2 separate regions of the Sus scrofa genome follow, and region 1 is linked to region 2. Evidence: chromatin contacts called from public HiChIP or PLAC-seq data. All regions are on one chromosome and are shown on one strand. Each heading gives the region's core, a stretch centred on a gene start, on an enhancer-like site or on the middle of the called end of the contact. The rest is flanking DNA. Distances are from core to core; before and after follow the strand shown.

What was found. HiChIP or PLAC-seq counts read pairs in DNA pulled down with a chosen protein or histone mark.
Region 1: a contact with region 2 is called in an H3K27ac HiChIP or PLAC-seq map of alveolar macrophages. The contact joins the promoter of CHIT1 here to the promoter of CHI3L1 in region 2. A contact is called at or near these places in 1 of 47 Hi-C or Micro-C datasets (blood) and 1 of 2 datasets of contacts at active chromatin or transcription factors (alveolar macrophages).

Annotation. Positions count from the first base shown.
Region 1 is chr9:113,938,015-113,944,136 of Sscrofa11.1, forward strand. CHIT1 (chitotriosidase-1) reads right to left here and starts at 3,431. Exons shown (of 11, transcript XM_003130296.4): 1 at 3,359-3,431; 2 at 2,074-2,103; 3 at 1-113. The coding sequence starts at 3,383.
Region 2 is chr9:113,891,911-113,898,503 of Sscrofa11.1, forward strand. CHI3L1 (chitinase 3 like 1) reads right to left here and starts at 3,123. Exons shown (of 10, transcript NM_001001540.1): 1 at 3,033-3,123; 2 at 2,721-2,750; 3 at 1,365-1,566; 4 at 807-863; 5 at 1-70. The coding sequence starts at 3,057.

The DNA of each region.
Region 1 (6,122 bases), core at 2,181-4,680, 46 kb after region 2:
ATAGATGAGATGGGTGCACAGATTGGGGTCCACATCCTTGGGCAAGAAGCGAGCAGCCCCCTCTCTGTACTGGGCCCAGTTGGTGAAGTAGCAGACCAGTTTTGCAGCAGAGCCTGGCCGGTTGGGGCAAAGGAAAGAAATAGCGATCAGAAGGGCCTGCCATGGACTGGCACCCTCTGCCTGGAGGCAGAACCCATGTCAGGCCAGAGGGTGTTAAACATGGCCCTTCACCTGCTGAAGGAAGGGAGGCAGAACTTTTAAAACAGCTTGGAAGACTTCAGAATGTTAATTAAAATGTAAACATAGGAAGTAGCAGAGAGGAGGCCCCAGTTACCAGCCCCCGGGTTTATGTTACTTTAGTCCTGCTTTAAAGAGATTTGCGTCTACTACCCTCCTGTAGAGAATCTATGTTTATTAACATCATTGACAAGGTTCTAATAAAGAGCGTATTTTCTCTAGGAAAAGGCAGCTTGTTTCTGGCATCTCGACAACATGTGAAATGGCTTTGCACGTAGGGGTGGGGGTTGTCTAGCAGTGATGGCTCCTCCAGCCACGCAGACTACAGTTATATGGTTTATATACACCAATATTTTATGCCAGGTGCTTGGCAGAATGGTGGGTTTGGAATATATCTTGTCTGTGGCCATGGTCTAGGCCCTAAATTTCCTTTTGCCCAGACAGGGTCTCTCTGCACCCTCCTCCAACCCCTTTGTGGCTGGATGAAGAGGGACAGCAGGGCCAAGTGGCATGAAGGAGGGTGTGTGGGAACCCAGAGCATGAGGGGCTGGCAGAGATGCCCCTTGGGCCATGGACTGGATAGGGTCACTAGCCCTAACTGGATGTCACCCAGGATGAAGCTTGCTCATGGGGATGGGAGGTGTAGCCTGGAGTGATATAGAAGGAAGACTGGTAAATTCTCCAAAGCAAAAGAAGGAAGGAGGGAATTAACTCAGAGAACACATCCCGGGGATCATCTAGAAAGGAGCCAGGAAGCTCTTTTATTCTGTATCATATCCTGCCATAACATATCAAATGTCATGCAGAGAGTTTTGTACTATAGTGGCAATAAGCTCTGGTGGTTAACAGTGGGGACTCTGGAGCTTCAATGCCTGGGCTGAAATCCCAACTCTGCAACTTTTTAGCCAGATAATTTAGCTTTCTCCTTCATAAAATAGGAATGATCCCTGTTCCTCTTTGAAGGACTATCACGTGGGCAGAGAGTTAATGTATGTAAAACACTCAGAACAGGGCTGGCAGATAGTAAGCTCTGTCCCTTAGTGCTTTATGTATATTAACTTCATCCACACAAAATTCTATTATCATAAACATATACTGTGCCATATCATAGCATTCCATATGACCAGAAGTAGCTTGGGCTAAAGCTTTTTAGGAAATCTTCAACCTCTCTCTCTTCCCCATGTTTGTTATTTCTCTGGCCCCTGGCTGTTCCCTCTGTGAGATGTAGAAGGGAAATGTGTGTCCAGTGCCACAGCCCAGCCTCAGGATGAGGGGCTGAGTATAGGGAGTAGGGTGGGGTGGGAAGGGAACCCAGGAGTCCAAGTTGCTAAAGATCACCCAGAGAGTTCTCTCCTCTTGCATGAGCAGGAGCCCATCCTGGCTCTCCCATGCTGCACATGCAATCAGTGCAACAGACACGGGATGACAGTGTTGTTCTTGCTGAGCCGTGGGACTAGGACATGGAGGGAGGGACACTCAAGCCAGTAATTAGAAACACTGCGCTATACACTGTAAAATGGGCTCAGGTGCCATGAGAGCACAGAGGTTGGAGCAAGTGACCTCAGGAAAGGCCAGAGAGAGGCTGAAATTTGTCGGCCCCACAGACATAGATGAGTTGAGCTAGTGGGTGAGGAGGCCAGAACCTTCTTGGGAGAAGGAACTGCAGGGCTAGTAAGGTGATAAGGACACTTGGGGGAAGCTGAGCTTTGGAGGAGAAATCTGGCAAGAGCTCTTGGGGTAGGAGTAAGGTTGGGGGAGTGAGTGGAAGAGGGTAGCCAAGCCAAGGGAATGGGGCTTAGGAAATCCGGGGCTAGTCTCAAGAAAGGTGCCACTTACCCCACTGGATCATCAGCAGCACCATCAAACCTGAATAGCACAAAAGAGAAGGGAGAGTTTACAATGACATTCTCACTTTCCCAGGCCCTGTTTAGTTACTGAAGCACGGGAGGTAGAGGTAGTCGGGGAGGAGTGGGCTCAGGACAATTTCCTACAAATCAAGCTTCTTCTGCCCAGAAGGGACCCAGGGGAAGGCCCAGAGCTGAAGGGAAGTTTCCATGAGCTGAGCCTGCTCCCTCTCTAGAGCATCAGTGGAAGGTGGTATGGATTTAGGAAGACTCTAGGAAAACCATTGGCTTTTAAGGTTTTTAGAAAGTTTCTCTTTTGGAACTAGAAGAAAACCTATGCTGGGCCTGGAAGGAGATAATTTGAAAGAGTTTGGCCAGACATTCCATCTCTCAGTAGCCCCTGTACCTTACAGCCACTATTTACTGCTTTGTGCTGCTTTCCTGCCACACCGCACAAGACGCTGGCTGAATTACCAACATCCTTGGAGACCTAGCGCTCAGCAGGACTCCTTTTGACATACATCTTTCACCCTTCTGATGACCTTGTGTTTTCCCATTAACCTAGTGAAACTTGCGTGAAAACTTGTGGGCGTTCCCTTTGTGGCTCAGTGGGTTACAGACCCAACTAGTAACTATGAGGACTGGGGTTCAAATCCCTGGCCTCGCTCAATGGGTTAAGGATCCAGCATTGCCCTGAGCTTTGGTGTGGGTCACAGATGTGGCTTGGATCCTGAGTTGCTCTGGCTGTGGTGTAGGCCAGCAGCTGCAGCTCTGACTTGATCCCTAGCCTGGGAACTTCCATATGCCTTAGGTGTGGCCCTAAAAAAGAAAATTAAAAAATTGTAAGGACACCCAGGATCATGGCCCCTGGCCACCCTTTGCTGGGCAACCAGCAGCAAGTTGAGGAAGAATCCCTTGGCAGTGGGTGCCTCTTGGAAAGCAGGAGCCCTAAGAACACAGGAGACACAAAACCAAACATGCTAAGGTGTTCACTGACTCTGGGCTTCCAGAACAGGAGGAAAAGTCATTTTCAGCCTTTTGAGAAATCTTTTCCTTGCAACACAAAGGCTCATGGGCTGAAAGACCCCAGAGGGATCCCACAGGAAAGGCAATGAAGGATTGCAAGCCAGGCAGCAGAGGAGGAATGAACTTGACCTTCCTAAGTTCTGAAAGCTCCCTCTTCCTTACTGATGGCCATGGAGCCATTTCACAGACACACCCTCACCTCCCCACAGCTCCAGGGGCCCAGCTCACACTCCCTGACAGCTCCCACTCACCTGCCCAGGCCACAGACCATACCATGGTGCTGGCACAGTGACAGACTCCAGTCCCAGCAACAAGCTACCCAGCACTGCCCCCCCTTTTATTGGGCCTCCCTGTCCCAGCACAGCCAGGGGTGTTGAAATCAGGTGGGGCAGAGGAAGGACACAGGACAGGGGATGTGGTATGGAGAGCTAGGGTGTCAAGCAGCATGGATTGGGCAAACCTGACACAATGGCCTTTAGCAACCCTTGGTTTTCTGGAACAATCACAGGGTGTAAACTGGGCTCTCATCATTGCCAAATCAGGAGGAAGAGGAAGGGAAGCGGGAAGTGTTTCTGAACTTTCTGCTAGAGGAGCATGATTCTGACTTTCTCTGTGTGGCTTGGTAAGGACCATGAGAGCTCACAGAGCCTGCCTCATGAGGCAAGGGAGCTGGCCTGCCTGCTCGCTTGGTCATGGCCTTCTCTGAAACTCATGTAACTTCTCTGTAAGATGATGGTGTTGCTGAGTTCCCATCGTGGCACAGTGGTTAATGAATCCGACTAGGAACCAAGAGGTTTCAGGTTCGATCCCTGGCCTCGCTCAATGGGTTAAGGATCCAGCATTGCCATGAGCTGTGGTGTAGGTCTCAGATGCGGCTCGGATCCTGCATTGCTGTGGCTCTGGCGTAGGCCAGCAGCTACAGCTCTGATTAGACCCCTAGCCTGGGAACCTCCATGTGCCATGGGAGCGGCTCAAGAAAAAGGCAAAAAGACAAAAAAAAAATAATAAAATAAAAAAAAAGATGATGGTGTTGCAAATACAGTTTATATTTTGTAAGGTATTTTTATTGCTATCCATGTGATATGCTTTTATATCCATTGAGAAAACTATATAATGATAACGCACCCACGGTACATGGAGGTTCCCAGGCTGGGGTCAAATCAGGAGCTGCAGCTGTGGCCTACACCACAGCCACAGCAACATCAGATCCAAGCTGTGTTTGTGAGCTCCAGCACAACTCATGGCAGCACCAGATCCTTAACCCACGGAGCAAGGCCAGGGATCAAACCCACATCCTCATGGATACTAGTCAGGTTCATTATCACTGAGCCACAAGGGGAACTCCTCTGCCTGTGTTTCTCGTAAGGAATAGTATGGACTTCTATTAGTTTCCTGTGGCTGCTATAACAAATTACCACAAACTCGGTGGCTTAAAACAACAAAAATGTATTCTCACAGTTTGGGAGCCCAGAAGTCTGAAATCAATGTGTTGGCAGGGCCGTACTTTCTCCAAAATTTATCAGGAAGGATCTGTCCTTGCCTCCTCCAGTGTCTGACAGCTTCTGGAGTTCCTTCTTTGTGGAAGCATCACCCAAGTGTCTGTCTGCATTCTCACGTGGCTTTTTCCTCTGTATCTTCTTCTTTTCTGCCTCTTACAAAAACCCCTGTCATTGAATTTAGGGCCCACCTAATCCAGCATGATCTCTTCTTGAGATTCCTACCTTAATTACATCTGCAAAAATCCTTATCCAAGTAAGGTCACATCCTGAGGTGCTGGCTGGAGATATTAGGGGGGACATCCCTGAGCCACTACAGGACCTAACTGGCACATGTTATTTATTATGTCTTGCAGATAATGGACCATGCACCCATGAACTCTGGGGTCCTGGAAAAATTCTGCAGCATCTGAGCAATCCAGTCCTTGGTCTTTGGCCTTCATGTGAGCGGCCTGGATGACTGAGCAGCAATGTCCAGTGGCAGCAGACTCCAGAGTCAGGTTGCCTGGGTTTGAATCCCAACTCTGCCATTTACTATCTGTGTAACCTCCAGCACGTTCCTTAATTTCTCTGGGTGTTGGTTTCTTCATCTGTAAAAAGAAGTCCTTAGAGGATTGTTGCAAAGGCACTGGTCACTGGCTGCTGTTATTCCTGGGGCTCCCTAGCCCACTTCTGCCCAGTCTCTGTGGGTGTCAGAGATCAGGGCTCTGGTAACCTCTATGAGGCCCCTGAGGGGTCAGACCTCTGTGCCCAGATGGACGGTCCTTATGTCCTCACCTTCCCTCTCACTTGATGATCTTGCAAAGGAGCCCATTCAGAGTCACCTGATGTCTATAGAAGTGCCTCAGGTCCTAGAATGTGGGCAGGAGGGGAAGGGTGAAGGTGGGGAATGAAAACTAGGAGACCTTGAGAAGCTTCTCCAGAGAGGCAGGTGGCCTCCTTATCTTGCCACCACCCCATATACACAACTGACCTGTCAGCTTTGAGGTTTCCTGATCATTTTCATGTCACCAAAAGGACCCTGCAGATTCTGAGTCACTCCAGATCCTGACCTGCCCCCAATCATCCAAGGTCTCTGCTGTGTCCAGTAACCTCACCATTAGCACCACTACCTTGGTTAATGCAGCTGTTTCTTTTCATCCCCCTGACCTATCTATTACTGTTATTCTCTCCTGAAGCAGCATGCTCCTTCCATCCTTGCCCTTATCTTAATTTGCAATTATGTAATTATTTTGTGATTTGCCAGGTCAAATGTGTATCTTTCTTACTAGACTGGAAGCCCCGAGAGTGGGAACCATGTCTGTCTGTTCACTACTGTGCACTGTATAATAGACCTCAACAATGTCTGAAAATATTGAGTCAATTGATGATTGAATGTTATTTCCTCAGTCCCCTCACCACTCAATGACAAGTGCTCAGTAAGTAGCTGGTTGATGTAAATGCACTATCTCCCTGCTCCCCCAAAACAAACCTCATCTATTAGTAGAAGCCATTCTTCCATATTGCAGTTGAGAAAGAG
Region 2 (6,593 bases), core at 1,873-4,372:
CCGCAGGAATGGTGGCACCGACTTGATGAAAGTCCTGCGACTCTGAGTGTTGGAGGCTATTTTGGAAAATCTGGAACCGAAATCACCCCAATAGAATTCTCAGCACCAAAATGCTGAATGCCTCGGCCCTCTGGGGGTAGGTCTCTGGGACATATGGAGCCCAAACCCACACAGCTCTAAGAGGCCATGTTTGGGACAAGACCCATCTCTAGGCATCTTAGAGTGTACGCTTTGGAGCCAGATATCCTTGGATCTATCATCTACTATCCAAGACACATTGAGCAGGTTATAACCTGAGCCTCAGCTTCCTCATCTCTAAAATGGGCATAAATATATCACGTAGTGCTGTTATGAGGATTACATGTGATAATGGCTGGACAGGATGCATGACATGCATGGGAGCTCTCATGGCCATACCTTGTCCCCTTTTCAGAGCTCCTACTCTACCCACTCCATGAAGTCTTCCCAGGGCCTCCACTTCCAAATGTTTCCTTTCATTTCATCTCTCTCTTTCCAGCCCCTTCGGATAGTAGCCCCCAAATGTCTTTGCTTTCATGTCTGAGAAGCAGTTTAAAAGAGCATTTGCAGGAAATCAGAAGCCTTACCTTGCTGTGTGACTCTTGGCAAGTCCCTTTCCCTTTTGGGCTCTGATTTATTGGTTGTACATGAGGTAGACCCCTGAAAACCATTTAGGACCCTGTGCCTGACCAGTTTGGGATCCCCGTGACCACCTGCCCCACACATAGCAGGTGAGGAGAAACTTACGCCTCTTCCTACTCCATCATCCTCTGGGGAATGTGTCCTACCTTTGAGAACCAAAGTTCCATCCTCCAACAGACAGGAGGGTCTTCAGGTTGGGGTTCCTGTGGAGCACAGGGAAGCAGGAGGGTAGGGGTGAAGGGAAGTTGTTGGAGCATGGGGTGGCCCCATGTTTGGGAGGCTGTGGAAGGCTTCTAGCTTGGAGTGGGAGGTCCTTCCTTCCAACCCTGAGATTTAGTAGGCTAAGAACTGCTAAGTATTTGTGGCAGTTACTCCTAGGTATGCTGCCCAATTTCATTCCCTCCAATGGGGAAGCCAGGCTATGACAAAATAGAGCCATGAACACTCTGATGCTCCATGGAGAGGTGATGAGAGACATGCCTCCCTTTCCCAAGGGAGCTCAGCTGCACCTTCTTCTACAGTCTGCCTCTTTCAATAACCTGCCACTTCCCCTCATCACCTCCTCTCACTGAAGCCGAGGCCCTCCTACTCTCCACCCAGAGGGGAGTACTGAGGGCCATCCCCTTGGGCAGAGGGACTCTGCCCTGAAGCCAGCCCGGCTAACCCTCCATCTTCCTCCAGCCCTGGCCAGCCCATGGCCCAACCTGTTCTTGAGTGTGTTCAGTGTGTCATAGAGCGTCACATCATTCCACTCCAAGGTGTCAATCTCATTGTTGCTTATGTTGGCAAAGCTGTAGATGATGTGGGTGCAGAGGAAGGGGTCGATGGCATCTGGGAAGCAGCTCCCATCACCCTCCCGGTACTGAGACCAGCTGGTATAGTAGCAAACCAGCTTGTAGGCAGCACCTGAAGGAGAAGGCTAGGGTGGGGCCTGGGCCAGGATTGAGCCTGAGCCCCAAGCTGCACACCAATGGGATTTTAGGGGGCGGGATAGATGGACAGAATTGTGAGCAAAATTAGAATCCTAAATGAAAGGGTCTGGCTCAGGTGCCTCTGCCTTTTTGTTCTTGTTTGATGAAAATAAGGCCCTATTCCGGAGTTCCCATCATGGCACAGCAGAAACAAATCTGACTAGGAAACATGAGGTTGTGGATTTGATCCGTGGCCCCTCTCAGTGGGTTAAGGATCTGGCATTGCTGTGGCTGTGGTGTAGGCCAGTAGCTGTACCTCAGATTGAACCCCTAGCCTAGGAACTTCCATATGCCTCGGGTGCAGCCCTAAAAAGCAAAATAATAAGGTCAATTCTGAAAACGCTTAGAAAAGATCAAATGCAATGGATAAATATACTGCCAGGGTGGGGTGCGAGGGGAGCAGGCTGATGAATAAAGATGAAATGGGACCTGGTGCAAGTAAAGAAGGCTTCCTGGAGGCAGTGGCTTTGAAGGAGAGGAGGTGCCCAGTCTTCAACAGCCAGTGTCAGAAGACCCTGGCCTTCAGGGGAGATTCTCGCAGGACCTTCAGTGGAGTATTTGATCTGAGATTCTCTGGCTCATCTCTTCTCTGCCTTCCTGTGGGAGTGCCCCTAACTTGCAACCCACCCAGAACAGCAGTCCCTAGGCTCTCTTGGTCCATCCCTCAAGCTGGGGTACAATAGCTCAATGGATCAATTCCTCCTCTCCTCTCATTCTGATTTCTCCTGCTGCAAAGTAGGCCTCTTCTGCCCTCTGGCAGTGAGCATCCTTCATCGTTGCTGTCTCTGGGCTCCTGTTAGTGGTTCCCACCAGACCCTTAGTTGAAGACTTCACTGAATCTGAGTCTTTGAAAAATTTTAATTTTGAAATTGTTTAAATATATAGAAAAGTAGTAGAAAAGTAGGGAGTAGTAGTATGATAAACATCTATATACTCATTACCTCATCACCTGGGTTTAACAAATGCTAATATTTCTCAGCCATTTAAGCCACAGAAGAAATTGGAAACACACTCTGTCAGTGCTCAGGTCTCCTCCTCACAGCCCTTGCCACACCCACACCTCCTGGGACTTAAAAGGGGGTTACTTACAGCTCTGGAGCAGCACCAGGGCCACAAAACCTGAAAGGAAATGCAAGGTGAGACCACCTCCTGCAAGTATCTCCTGCCCATCCTTCTGCTCCCCATCACCGCACCCCCCCCCGCTACCCCTCCACCCCATCCCCGGCCCCCAGCCACCCCAATCAGGGAATCAAGGTCAAGGGCCTCCTCAGACCAGGCTCCTCCTCCCTCCCTCCCCATCTCTGCTTTCCACCCCCTTCCCTCTCCTTCCCACTGCCCCTCCCACTCTGCAGGTAGGAGGCCAGTCCCTCTGTGCAGTGGCTCAAGGGCCAACCCAGAGACCTGTCTGAGCCACCCTCAGACCCATCCTGGCTGTAGAAGAGGGGTGGCTGTGTGGCTTCTTCCTGTGCCGTCAGCCTCCTGCAGCCCACAGCGTAGGCAGGACACTTCCTCAGACCTTGAACTTCCTCTTATACCTGTCCCACTCCACTCCCCCACGCCCCACACCATCCCATTTATGGGAACTGAGCTATGTGTCAATGAAGGAACTACCAGGCTTGAAAGTGGTGGGGGTGGAGCCCTGCCACCAAGGCGATTGAGAAACCCTGGAGAGTTTTGAAAACTTGGGCCAGATCTCCCTGAGGCATCTGCCAGCAGAAGAGCTGTTAAGGCTATGATCTGGGGGCTCCCGGGGCCAGTGACTCAACCTCACACTCACTTTTCTCTGTTTTCTCACTGGCAGTTTCTGGGCTTTTCTGGCAGCTTCTACCTTTTCCTCTCCAGCACTCCATGCATCTAGGCCCTTGGCCGGGTTGAAACTGGTCACAATTGAGTTCTGTAATCCATGGTGCCCCAAACAAGGCTGCTATTTAGTCTCTCCCTGAGCCCAGCAGCACCCTGCCTGACCTACTCTCCTTCTCCAAGCTGTTTCCCACAGCCAGGCCTGAGAGTAGAGGGTCAGAGAGCAACTGATGTACAGATTATTTAAAGGAAAAGCTGGAGACAGTGGGAAATTCCCAAGAATGCTCTGAGACCTGGTGCTGTTTTTCTTCCTTTTTGAAAAGCCAGTGAAAATGAGTGAGAAAAGGAGTTCCCTCTGTGGCGCAACGGGATCAGTAGTGTCTTGGGAGTGCTGGGGTGTGGGTTCAATCCGCAGCTGGGCACAGTGGTTTAAAGATCTGGTTGCCACAGCTGTGGCTTAGGTCATGACTGCGGCTCAGAGATCTGATCCCTAGCTTAGGAATTCTATAGGACTCAGGGCGGCCAAAAATGAAGAAAAAAAAAAGGTGTGAGAAAGGATCTGGATCTGGCAAGACTGGGACTGCAACAAAGTAGCAAGGAGTAAAAATGAGACAACTTTTGATAACTTTTGATTTCCCCCAGGAGAGGTTAATCTCAGAAGATGAATAATCTCCATAACTTGAGCTCCTCTCTCTTGACATGCAAGCTCAACGAAGTTATCTCTTTCTAGATCCTTCAGTGATTTTGTATCACTCTTCAGATAAGAACAAACTTCTTTTTTTTTTGTTTTTGTTTTTGTTTTTGTCTTTTTCTAGGGCCACACCAGCGGCATATGGAGGTTCCCAGGGTAGGGGTCTAATTGGAGCTGCAGCTGCTGGCCTACACCACAGCTCACAGCAATGCCAGATCCTTAACCCATTGAGCAAGGACAAGGATTGAACCTGCAACCTCATGGTTCCTAGTCGGATTCGTTAACCACTGAGCCACGACAGGAACTCTAAGAACAAACTTCTTAACAAGCCTTTGCATGGTTTGTCCCCTGTTTGTGGAAACTTTTTGGCCAAAGATTCTGGTCAGCTCAATTCTTTGCAGGCTATATATTAATTAATAGATAGTGAGTGAAAGTTCTGAATTGCCAGCGTGGGTTGGAGGGCTTCTCAACAGATACCTTTATTTTTACAATAACATTAAGTAATAATCCGATGTTAGCCACATTGCTTTCACATCCCTCTCTTGGTGGTCTCTCCCTCTGTCCCCCTTCTCTTCCTTCCTCTTCCTATAAGACTGAAACAATTTCACCCCTTTATTGTAAGAGAAGAGGACAGAAGGTGGTTTGTCCAGAGTCATACTCACAAATGCTAAAGGGACATTGTTTCTCCCTGTTAAAGCAACAAGCTTTCTTTTGTAGCCTAAATGATTGACAACGGTGATAGTCCACGAAAACTTATCCTTGTTTGTTTGGGTGGTTGGGAAGTGAACTTCCTCTCATCCCTGATAGAAGTATTACAAAGTAGCAGGCATGCAAATTTTTTCCTAACAAAGTGCAGGATGCTAAGAAAACACCTATTTTCACCCTCTTTCTTTGTTAAGAATTATTTCATAGATTCAGAATGGCCCAAGCCTTGTCCTGTGCTCCCCCCAAACCAGTTTATTAATTCCGTAATGATGGAATTACATAATAATGATATCGTCATGACAAATATCCAAGACATCCCCTGGGCCTTCTCCAGCAGGATTGGCCAAAAGTCCCCAGGCACATCACCTCGCAGCCTCATCTCACATCATTCCATGCCCAGTTTACTCCCTCTAACCCGCCCATGCATGCCTTCTTTCAGATCCTTATATTCACTCTACTCTCTCTCACCTCAGGACCTTTGTATGTGCCATCTACTTGCCTGTCAATAACTATGATGGGCCTTTTTTTTTTTTTAAGCTATTTCTTGGGCCGCTCCCGCAGCATATGGAGGTTCCCAGGCTAGGGGTCTAATTGGAGCTGTAGTCACCGGCCTACACCAGAGCCACAGCAACGCGGGATCCGAGCCGCGTCTGCAACCTACACCACAGCTCACAGCTAACGCCAGATCCTTAACCCACTAAGCAAGGGCAGGGACCAAACCCTCAACCTCATGGTTCCTAGTCGAATTCGTTAACCACTGCGCCACGATGGGAACTCCGGGCCCAAGATTTTATACTGCTTGCAAGCCAGTGACACAGACAGCCACAGCCTCATGGATTCTGGCAGAAGACAAGACTCCTAGGTCAGAGACAAAGGATTTGTTCATGGCACAGCAAGCAGCAGGAACTTCATGTTTGCATCACTTCTTGTGAAAAAGAAACAGCTATTTTGAATGGCTACCTAGGCATTTTATAGTATAACACTGCTTACACCCAGAGTCTAGATATTTAGATAGGGATCCACGTTTAGGATACCTGCCATAATGTCCTGCTTTGCATCTTTTAAAATAGGTACTTATAGGAGTTCCCATCGTGGAACAGCGGAAATGATTCTGACTAGGAACCATCAGGTTGCAGGTTCAATCCCTGGCCTCACCCAGTGGGTTAAGAATCTGGCATTGCCATGAGCTGTGGTGTAGGTCGAAGACGCAGCTCGGATCTGATGTAGCTGTGGCTGTGGTGTAGGTTGGCAGCTGTAGGTCCGATTCAATCTCTAACCTGGAAACTTCCATGTGCCACAGGTGTGGCGCTAAGAAGCATAAATAAATAAATAAATAAATAAATAAATAAATAAAATAAAATAAAATAAGTACTTACAGTTGAGCTATCAAAAAGTTAGTGGGCTGCTCCCTCAAGCACCTTATAAGTAAAAACTGCTTGCTCTCTGTCTCCTGATGGCCTTTGACCCAGGACTGAGGACAGTCCCTCCCCTGGCTCATAGCCCACCCCCCTCCTCTGTTTCTAGAATCTGTAAGTAATAAATCTTGTCACTTTACTTCCTTTGAGTGAGTGTATTGAAACTATGCCTACTATCAAAATGGCCCAGGGTTTTCATTTCCCCAAAGTGGAAGCCTAGACCATAATGGAGCTGACTGCCCATCCTGTGTGGATGCTTGGTGCCTCCTCATTTGGCAGGTCATACCCTGCATATTCCTAAACACACCAGCTGAAGGTCGACTTAACACAGTTCCCTTGGACCCAAATTCC